Linked DNA regions of Rattus norvegicus: region 2 is linked to region 1. Evidence: chromatin contacts called from public Hi-C data. All regions are on one chromosome and are shown on one strand. The core of a region is the stretch at or near the end of the contact, and the rest is flanking DNA. Distances in the headings are between cores, read along the strand shown.

Region 1 (3,865 bases), core at 191-2,690:
TCACTGATACCTGAAGTATAAAGCAGGGTCACACACACTAAATCCATAAGACAAGCCCTACCAGACACTCCTGGTCCTCTTCAGAGCTCTAGGTAGACCTACACTGCGCAAAGCTTTGTCAAAATATAACTCAGCTTTTGAGCAAGGTTTTCAATGGGACTCTCACTTTTCCTCACCAATTTCAAGGTTCAGCTCTCAGAGGGGGCACAATGGCCTTAAGAGAAAATCCAATTAAGTAGTACTGGGGAGCTAGCACAGTAGGTAAAGCATGAAACATGAGGACCTGAATTCACCCCCAGAGGCCACCTACACACACATACAAACACACACAAAGGCCCAGCACCTTGGCATGTTTGTTCTCCCAGTTTTGGGATGGTGAAGACAAGCAGATCCCTGGGCTCCTTGGTTCCTTGACCAGCCAGGCTCACACAATCTATATATAAGCCCCAGGAGGCTCTTCACCTTGCTCTGGAAGGCCTTCCCTGCCCTCCCTCAGGACCTCAATTATGTCAGTAATAGACACATCATTTCACACCGTTAAGGTTTGAGGGTGGCACCATCAGTTCTGCCTTAGCTGTGTCACTCACACTAACTAGTCTCCTTAATTCCACAGAAGGGATAATGTTCCCCCTCCCCTTACTTGGCTAATAGGTTCACTGTCTTATTCTGGACAACCCGGCCTGACAATTGTTGTATAAAGCTCACCAGTATCCTATTTCATAGTAATGATTTGTCAGCCAGTTGAAACAAAGCATTCATTCATTTGTTCATCCAACAGTTATTTGAGCCGTATCCTTCAGTACACTAAAATACTTCTCTGAAAGAAAAATGTCTACACACGACCACCGGAACACAGGGAGTATAGTGTTGAGAAATTCAAGTAACATGGCAACAAAAGCCTTTCACCCTAAACACTAACTGTCCATTATCAGATAAGGTACTAATCAACAAACGACAGTGCTAGTTGAAACCAAACACTTGGTTGAGAGCCTGGGGACTTAAACTTTGTGAGCCCTGTTAACCAACGGCCGATGGTGAAGGGAGGCTGGCAAGAGGAATACCAAGTCAAAATCACCACAATGGAACCAGACTCACTAGGATCTGGGGCTGAGACATCTGGACTCGGGCATCTTGGGGACCAAATTAACACTCCGTCGCCTAGCCAGGAACGGGCTCGCGGGAGACACAGGAAACAGTTTCCTTGGTAACAACTTTTCGAATTACGCCAAAGAGTACTGAGGGGAGGGAAGGGAGGAATTAATTATCATAATCGGAGCGGGTTCAAACAACCATGCAGAGGAAACTGCCGGCGAAGCCACCTCTCGGGAGCCAGTCCCTCGAGGCTGCTTACCTGGCGGGCCGTCAGAGCGCCCTCCATCGCGGCACCCTCCCGCGGCGGCACCCCGCACGCGCGTCCCTGAGAGCTCCGGGGCGGGAGAGAGCCAGCCAGGCGCGTGCCCGACGCGCGCTCCCGGCCCCGGCCCTCGGAATCCCCACCTCCACAGCAGCCCGAGCGCCTTGCGTCCTCTGGTGGCAATTAATGACTATTGCCTGTGGCGAAGTCCTTAAAAGGCTAATTTGTTAGCCAGGGCGTTAACCACCCTTTAGTAGGAAATCGGCGATGAGCCTTAATTCCCGGGTCTGCCCTGAAAAGCAGAGGGTTTGTTATTCTTTGATGGGACTAGAATTTCAGTTTGGACAGAAGATAGTATTCTGCAGATAGGATAGTTGTTCTCCAACATGAGTGCACTAGACCTCACTAAACTATACGATAAAATCTAATAAAACAGGCAGGACGATAATACATGCCCATAAACCAAGATAGGGAGGCAGGAAGACTGTGACTTGGGGACCAGCCTGACCACACTGAAGTTGAAGACCAGACCAGGGAGACCTTGTCTCACAAACGAAAAGGGGGGGGGGGTAAAACAAACAAACAAACAAAGCATTTGGTAAAATTTTGTTTCTCTTGTATACCTATAAAACTCACAAAGCAACGCCATCAAGTAATAGAACAACCAGAACTAGATACAGCCCCGTGGGGAGGCACAGCCTGATTTCTAGCATTGCCTCCTTATATTTAAAATACCAGGGGTTTGGAGAGGTGTTGGCTTCCACCAATATTGCACTTAAATGCACAACCTTGCGCACACACACACACACACACACACACACACACACACAGAGAGAGAGAGAGAGAGAGAGAGAGAGAGAGAGAGAGAGAGAGAGATACACCCCTCTTAAAATTAACATTTATAGAAAACAGTGGAAAGGAGACTGGAAAGTGCTCCAGTGAACAGTTAACATCTCCTTAGGCTCCAAGGACGGATGGTAATAGAAGCAACGAATTGGAAGAAGAAAAGGTGCTTAGAACTGGGATTGTAACAGGCTTCGGCTACAATGTTAAGTATAAGGCAGGTGACTGGCTAGAGGGGCAATTTAAGACGCAGAGTAAGAAAAGCAGTGGCCTGGAATTGAGACAAGAATTATTGAAAGCGTAACACAGCAAAGAGAGAGGAGATGATAAACAAGGACCCGGGTTCTTCCATAGGAAAAGCAACTTCGGCCAGGCAGGAAGGCTTGTGCCAGTAATCACAGCAAGGAGGTGAGGGGAGCAAGACTGGGAGTTCAAGGCCAGCCTCGGCTGGACCTTGCTACATAATGAATTTGACGCCTCAAAATCAGCAAAAAGGGAAAAGAAAAAGAGGAAAGTGACCTATGAGCTGGTGGATGGATCTAGTAGGAGAAGTATAGTTCTTAGTCATGAATTTCAAAGCTGGGCTTTAAAGGAAGAAGGAAGGAAAGAAAGAGACCGGCCCCTTCCTGGCTTTGGTGGCACTTGGGTGACTATCATTGCATGACACTTCACCCAAAGCCTCAGTATCAGAGTGAGAACAGCCATTCACTATCTCTTGTAATTTCCATGGGTCGGAGATATGGACAGAGAACAGGTGGGAAGTTCTGGCTCATGGTCTCTCACAGCACTGCCCTAGGTGAGCACAGGCAGCTCCAAGTCATCAAACCCCCTGGCTGATCCTGAACCCAGAAGATCCACTTCCAAAGAGTCTCACTTACAGGGCTGTCAGCCTGGCACTGGCTGTTGGTCTGGGGCGTCGAAGGTTCCTCTCTGCTAGGGCTTCTCCATAGGACAGCTTGAGTCCTCATGCTGTGGCCGTGGCCTTCCTCAGAATGTACCACCCGAGAGACCCGGATGGAAGCCCCAGTGCTTTCTATGACCTAACCTTGGAAGCAGCACATGCTCATACTGCATTCTACCGGGGATCAGTCTGCATTGTGTCACTAACAGGGACAGGAACACAGTGACACTGGAGAAAACAACTTGAGTGGCCTGCAGAGAGGACAAGATCCTCGAAGGAAAGCCAGGAGGCCATGGGAGTTTAGAGAATTTTCACAGAAAATACAGAGAACTTGGAGTTCAGGGAATTTTGTTCATGGCTCACCTGGAATCCCACAGACCACTTAGGAAAGAGGTTGGGAATTGGAGGCAAAAGAATGGTAGTAAAAATAGGAGGTAAAAAAAAACATGTATGCACTGCAGGACCAAATACAATCTTGGGGGGATCCCCCCATGTATCCTGTCCCACAGAGTCCCACAGAGTCCCACAGGCCAAGCTGCCATTCTACATGTTGTAATTTTACTCTTTACTGATTGAAAATTTCCTGAAGTACGGCTCTCTAACTTACATTTCAGCCTGTGAAGAGTTTTAAGGAGTTTAGAAGCTTCACACTGTCGTGTTTTGTTTTGTTTTTAATCTTATGAGAGGGTGTCATTAAGTAGTCCAGGGTAGCCCGGAACTCCTAGAAATTTTGTTGCCTCAATTTCCAGGTGTTTGACTTAATGGTC
Region 2 (4,056 bases), core at 283-2,782, 170 kb before region 1:
TTCTGAGCTACAGGTCCAGTGTCTGCCTGCATGCCAACATGCTTCCTGCTCTGATGATAATGAACTAAACCTCTAAAACTGTAAGCCAGCCCTCAATTAAATGTTTTCTTTTAGAACAGTTGCTTTGGTCATGGTGTGTGTCTTCACAGCAACAGAACAGTGATTAAGACAGTCACCAGTAGTATCTGGTGGGGCTGGTACTGAAACTATAGAAGTCTAGTTTTAGAGACTATGTTATAGGCTAGTGGCTTAGAAGAGACTGAAATTTGCCAAATGCAATGTTTCAATATTAACTGTGAGAGTTCCCATTTTGCAACAGTGTAATTGTTTTTCTCCCATCTCACTCCTCGGCCTCTAATCCATCTTCTCCAAATCGATAGCCTTTCTCCATACTCATCTAAACATTTATACACACTTGTTCTCCAAAAATGGATGCACACTGTATTATATGCACTTCTACACTCTACTTTTCATTCAGAAAAAAATTGGCACCCCTGCCAAAGAATAGCCATGAAACTAACTCTTCCAAAAGAGCTACCATCGAGACAGTGGAAGGTCTGAATGTAACACAGTTCATTCAGCCATGTACTTACTGGTCTACACTCAAGTTAGACGGTGGGTGCTAGGTCTACGGGGCACAGCTTTCCTTATATTTCCACCAGTTTAAAGTTTGTTTTAGATCCCCTGGCAGAATGTTTTACTCACATTGATTTTCAATCATTACAATACTCCCAAGGTTTAGGTATAATCCCATTTTGTCAGTAAGTAAACTGAATTGCCAACAAGTGGCCAGGTCCAAAACTCCAGTTCTGAATTTTTGCCCTGCCTTGAAAGTACACACACCTTCAGTGACAACATCCAGGCTTGGCTATTTAGGTTCAATTTTCCCTTAGTTCCACTGGCCATCCCAGGATTCCTAGACTTTACTGTCTTAAAGTTTCCCCAAGTACCTGCTAAATTCAGAAAAACTTGCAGCTGAGAAGCTTACGCTCCAGCAGAGGCCAGGAGAAAGGAGGTCCTTTCTTTTCTGAGAAGTGATCGGCAATCTCGCTAGGAGACTCTGAGCTGCCAGAAACCTAGACCAACAAGAAACCAAGTAATGACGAGGTGGGAACAAGACTGCAACGCAAACAAAAGAGTGGGCACCACTCACCCTCCCTCAGCATGGAAAATGAACACTCACCGGTAGATTACAAAACTCGGTACCTTCAGGTCCCCTAAACTCTTCGCAAGCGATAACACGTGTTCCGGCTCCCAGAACTCTTGGCCCACTAAACCAACGCCTCCGCCGCAGAGCCAATCAGGAAGTTCTGCATCATCACCAAGCGCCAGATATAGGCAAAGGCCCTGCTAAAGAAGCTCAGTGAACCCCCCCACCAATGCCATGGTAACAGCGCGAACTGCAAGCTGCCCGCGCTATGCCTCCTGGGAGGAGTAGTTCCGGGATGTCTGACCCCTGTTTAGCTATTAAGTGGCGGAACTACAACTCCCAGCATCACCTGAAAGCAGTCTGGGAGGAGACGCGGTTGTCACTGTTGTGGCCCAAGTCTAGGCCTGCGCCTGCAAAAATGCTGCTGGCGCCCCAGGGAGGGTTCGCCTCAAAGAAGAGGATGGAGCTGAGTCGCTGGAAACGGTTATCAAGGAAGCTGAATCTCAAGGTGATCCCGATCGGGAGCTTTGAGGAACACGGGCCGGCCCTAGGCGCCACACAGTCCCGAAGCCATCGGTTTCCCGCCCTGCGCTTCCTCACTCTTCCCCCGGGGGCATCCTTACCTGGCCTTGAGTATCCCAGAGCCAACACAACCCTAGGGAGCTTGGTTTGAGGAACCATGGGGTCTGTGTACTCACTACTGTGGTGGGCTGCATCCTGTAAGGATTATTTCCATCTATGGAGAGGTGTGAGGAGGGTGAGGAGAATTGGCCCCTTTCATCCTTACCTCTGCCACCAATTTTAGGAAACTTTCCGCACATTACTCCCTCTCCCCCTTCAAATCTCAGTTAAGGGGGGTTGCGAAAGGAAAAGAAATCATCACATGAAATTCTCTGCCGTTATCCCTTATATCTCTCTCTTCCAATTTTACAGTAGGAGGCTAAAATGGACTCAGAAGTCCAGGTGGTTGTATCTCAGTATTTTATCCATATGGTAATTAGTAAATTCTACCAACATTCAAAGATAGAGCCTCCCTGTATCACTCACTTCTTCTGTGTATTAGCTCCTAAAGGCACGGGAGGTGGGGTGGGGAGGGAGGGGGGGATAACAAAAACAAACCAAAAAAAAAAAAAAAGACGCCATTATAAATTTGGAACATAACAAAAGTTACAGTCATGCAAAGTTACAGTCACACCAAGTGTGCCTTCCAGAATACCTCTTTAGCTGTCACAAAAATAAATGCTTTAAATGGAAATTTAAATTGAAAAGGAGGGGGCTAGACTTTCAGCTGCAGAGCAGTTTCACCAGCTGCTCTCACCCCTCGGTTACACTTTCCTGTAAGAAGAAAAAAAAATCCTCCAGATACGTGGCTTTTGTGGGGGCCCCAGGTAATCATAAATATATAAATATAGCAACCGTGTGCACAGGGCACATTCCACTCATGCTCCAGATACTAGAGGGCACAGGCCAGAGCATTAAGAGAGTGGAAACTGAGGTTGCTCCGACTGCAAGGTATCGGTTGCATAATAGATGGGACCCAAAATAGCATATGAATATAGATTTGATGATGAAGGCAAAAAAAAAATTGGGACAACTTAGAACTACAAAAAGAGGGATTTCCCCCCCCCCCCCCGATAGTGCTCATTATTACTGTCTAGAGGGTAAAGAAAGTAAAACACAAGACCGCTTTGAAACTCAACTCTGTTTGAAGAGGATCAGCTCTTTCTTTGTTGCAGTGACAAAGTTATTCAGACAGAACAGCTGCATTAATTGTGTGTAAGGTGAGCTGAAGGTGAAGTGTTAGGGTTGGGAAGGAGAATACAATACTCTTTTCAGCAACTTTCTTGTGCCAATTAATAGGTCTGTTGTTCCATCGTTTTGTTTTGTTTTGTTTTTTTTAAAAGAAAATACCTGAATATTTTTGCAAAGCGAACACCCCTGTTTGCTCAGTGATTGCTAGAGTTCTGTAAGCTTCTGGACATCACAGGACAGAGAGGAGGCTCCTCGTGGTCTTCATTTCTCATTTCAGATTAATAGCTGACTGACCTGGCTACAGATCAATTAGTTTTGTTCATTTTGTGCTTGGTGCAACAGTAGAAGTTGAGTAATTTTGTTCCACACCATGACTTTTGTTTTCCCGGGCAGCATCTCAGGTGTAGGAAGGACAGGAAGGAACCCGGCTACTTCTACAAACAGGAAAGAAAGGAGCCTAATAGTCATTAAGCAGAAAAATGACAGGGAGAGGTGAATTAACCAGTGTTAGTATGGGTTTCATGAGGAGTAATAGTTCTATACACTTATATAGAAATACGTACTCCTATACTTTGACTCTTAGCCCTGCAGAACTAAAAAATAACGTGTTGATGCCTAGACTACAGAGCTATTGTGCTACAGTCTCAAGGTAGGTGTAGACAGGAGTAATAAGAATGTCACAGACAAGACTTCCTGTTTCTTCTACTGTGGTTTAATGTGCTTTTATTGCTAGTCAGTGCTGAACTTGCCAAGAAAAATTTTGGAGGAAAGAATGAAGGCTATATTTCCATATGCTGTAGTGAGAAGACGGCTTAAAAATGGTGATTTGATGAGGCCATTGCTGTGCATTAATATTTTGTATCTATTTTTACAGTCTTCATTTGAGCCTGATAATGTGGGGCACTGGATTAAGGTAAGGCATTTCTAAATTAGAAAGTGTGAGGGTCAGGCAGAGTTACAGATTTGTAATGTGCATACGGGTGAGTGCTGTTATTCCCATGTGAGATTGTTTGTCACCTCAGTTTTAGACTTTCTAACGTCTTTCATTATTCTGTTGCTTTTTGTGAGGTGGCTTAAGTATAAATGATGAGAAAACAAGTTAGTAGACATGTCTTTTCTCTGGCATGGGCATCCCATGAAGAAGCCAATGGAGT

What was found. Hi-C and Micro-C count contacts between places; a contact is called where the count stands out from the background.
Region 2: a Hi-C map of Schwann cells shows a contact between it and region 1, with 7 times the contacts expected there. The contact joins the promoter of Ccdc191 here to the promoter of Gramd1c in region 1. A contact is called at or near these places in 3 of 12 Hi-C or Micro-C datasets (Schwann cells, frontal cortex and mammary epithelial cells).

The regions. Positions count from the first base shown.
Region 1 is chr11:70,138,505-70,142,369 of GRCr8, reverse strand. Gramd1c (GRAM domain containing 1C) reads right to left here and starts at 1,440. Exons shown (of 18, transcript NM_001191826.2): 1 at 1,352-1,440. The coding sequence starts at 1,378. LOC134481070 (a long non-coding RNA gene) reads left to right here and starts at 3,285. Exons shown (of 3, transcript XR_010056282.1): 1 at 3,285-3,491.
Region 2 is chr11:70,309,595-70,313,650 of GRCr8, reverse strand. It overlaps Ccdc191 (coiled-coil domain containing 191), which reads left to right and starts at 1,532. Exons shown (of 17, transcript NM_001427765.1): 1 at 1,532-1,658; 2 at 3,777-3,815. The coding sequence starts at 1,569. It also overlaps a transcript of Qtrt2 not described here.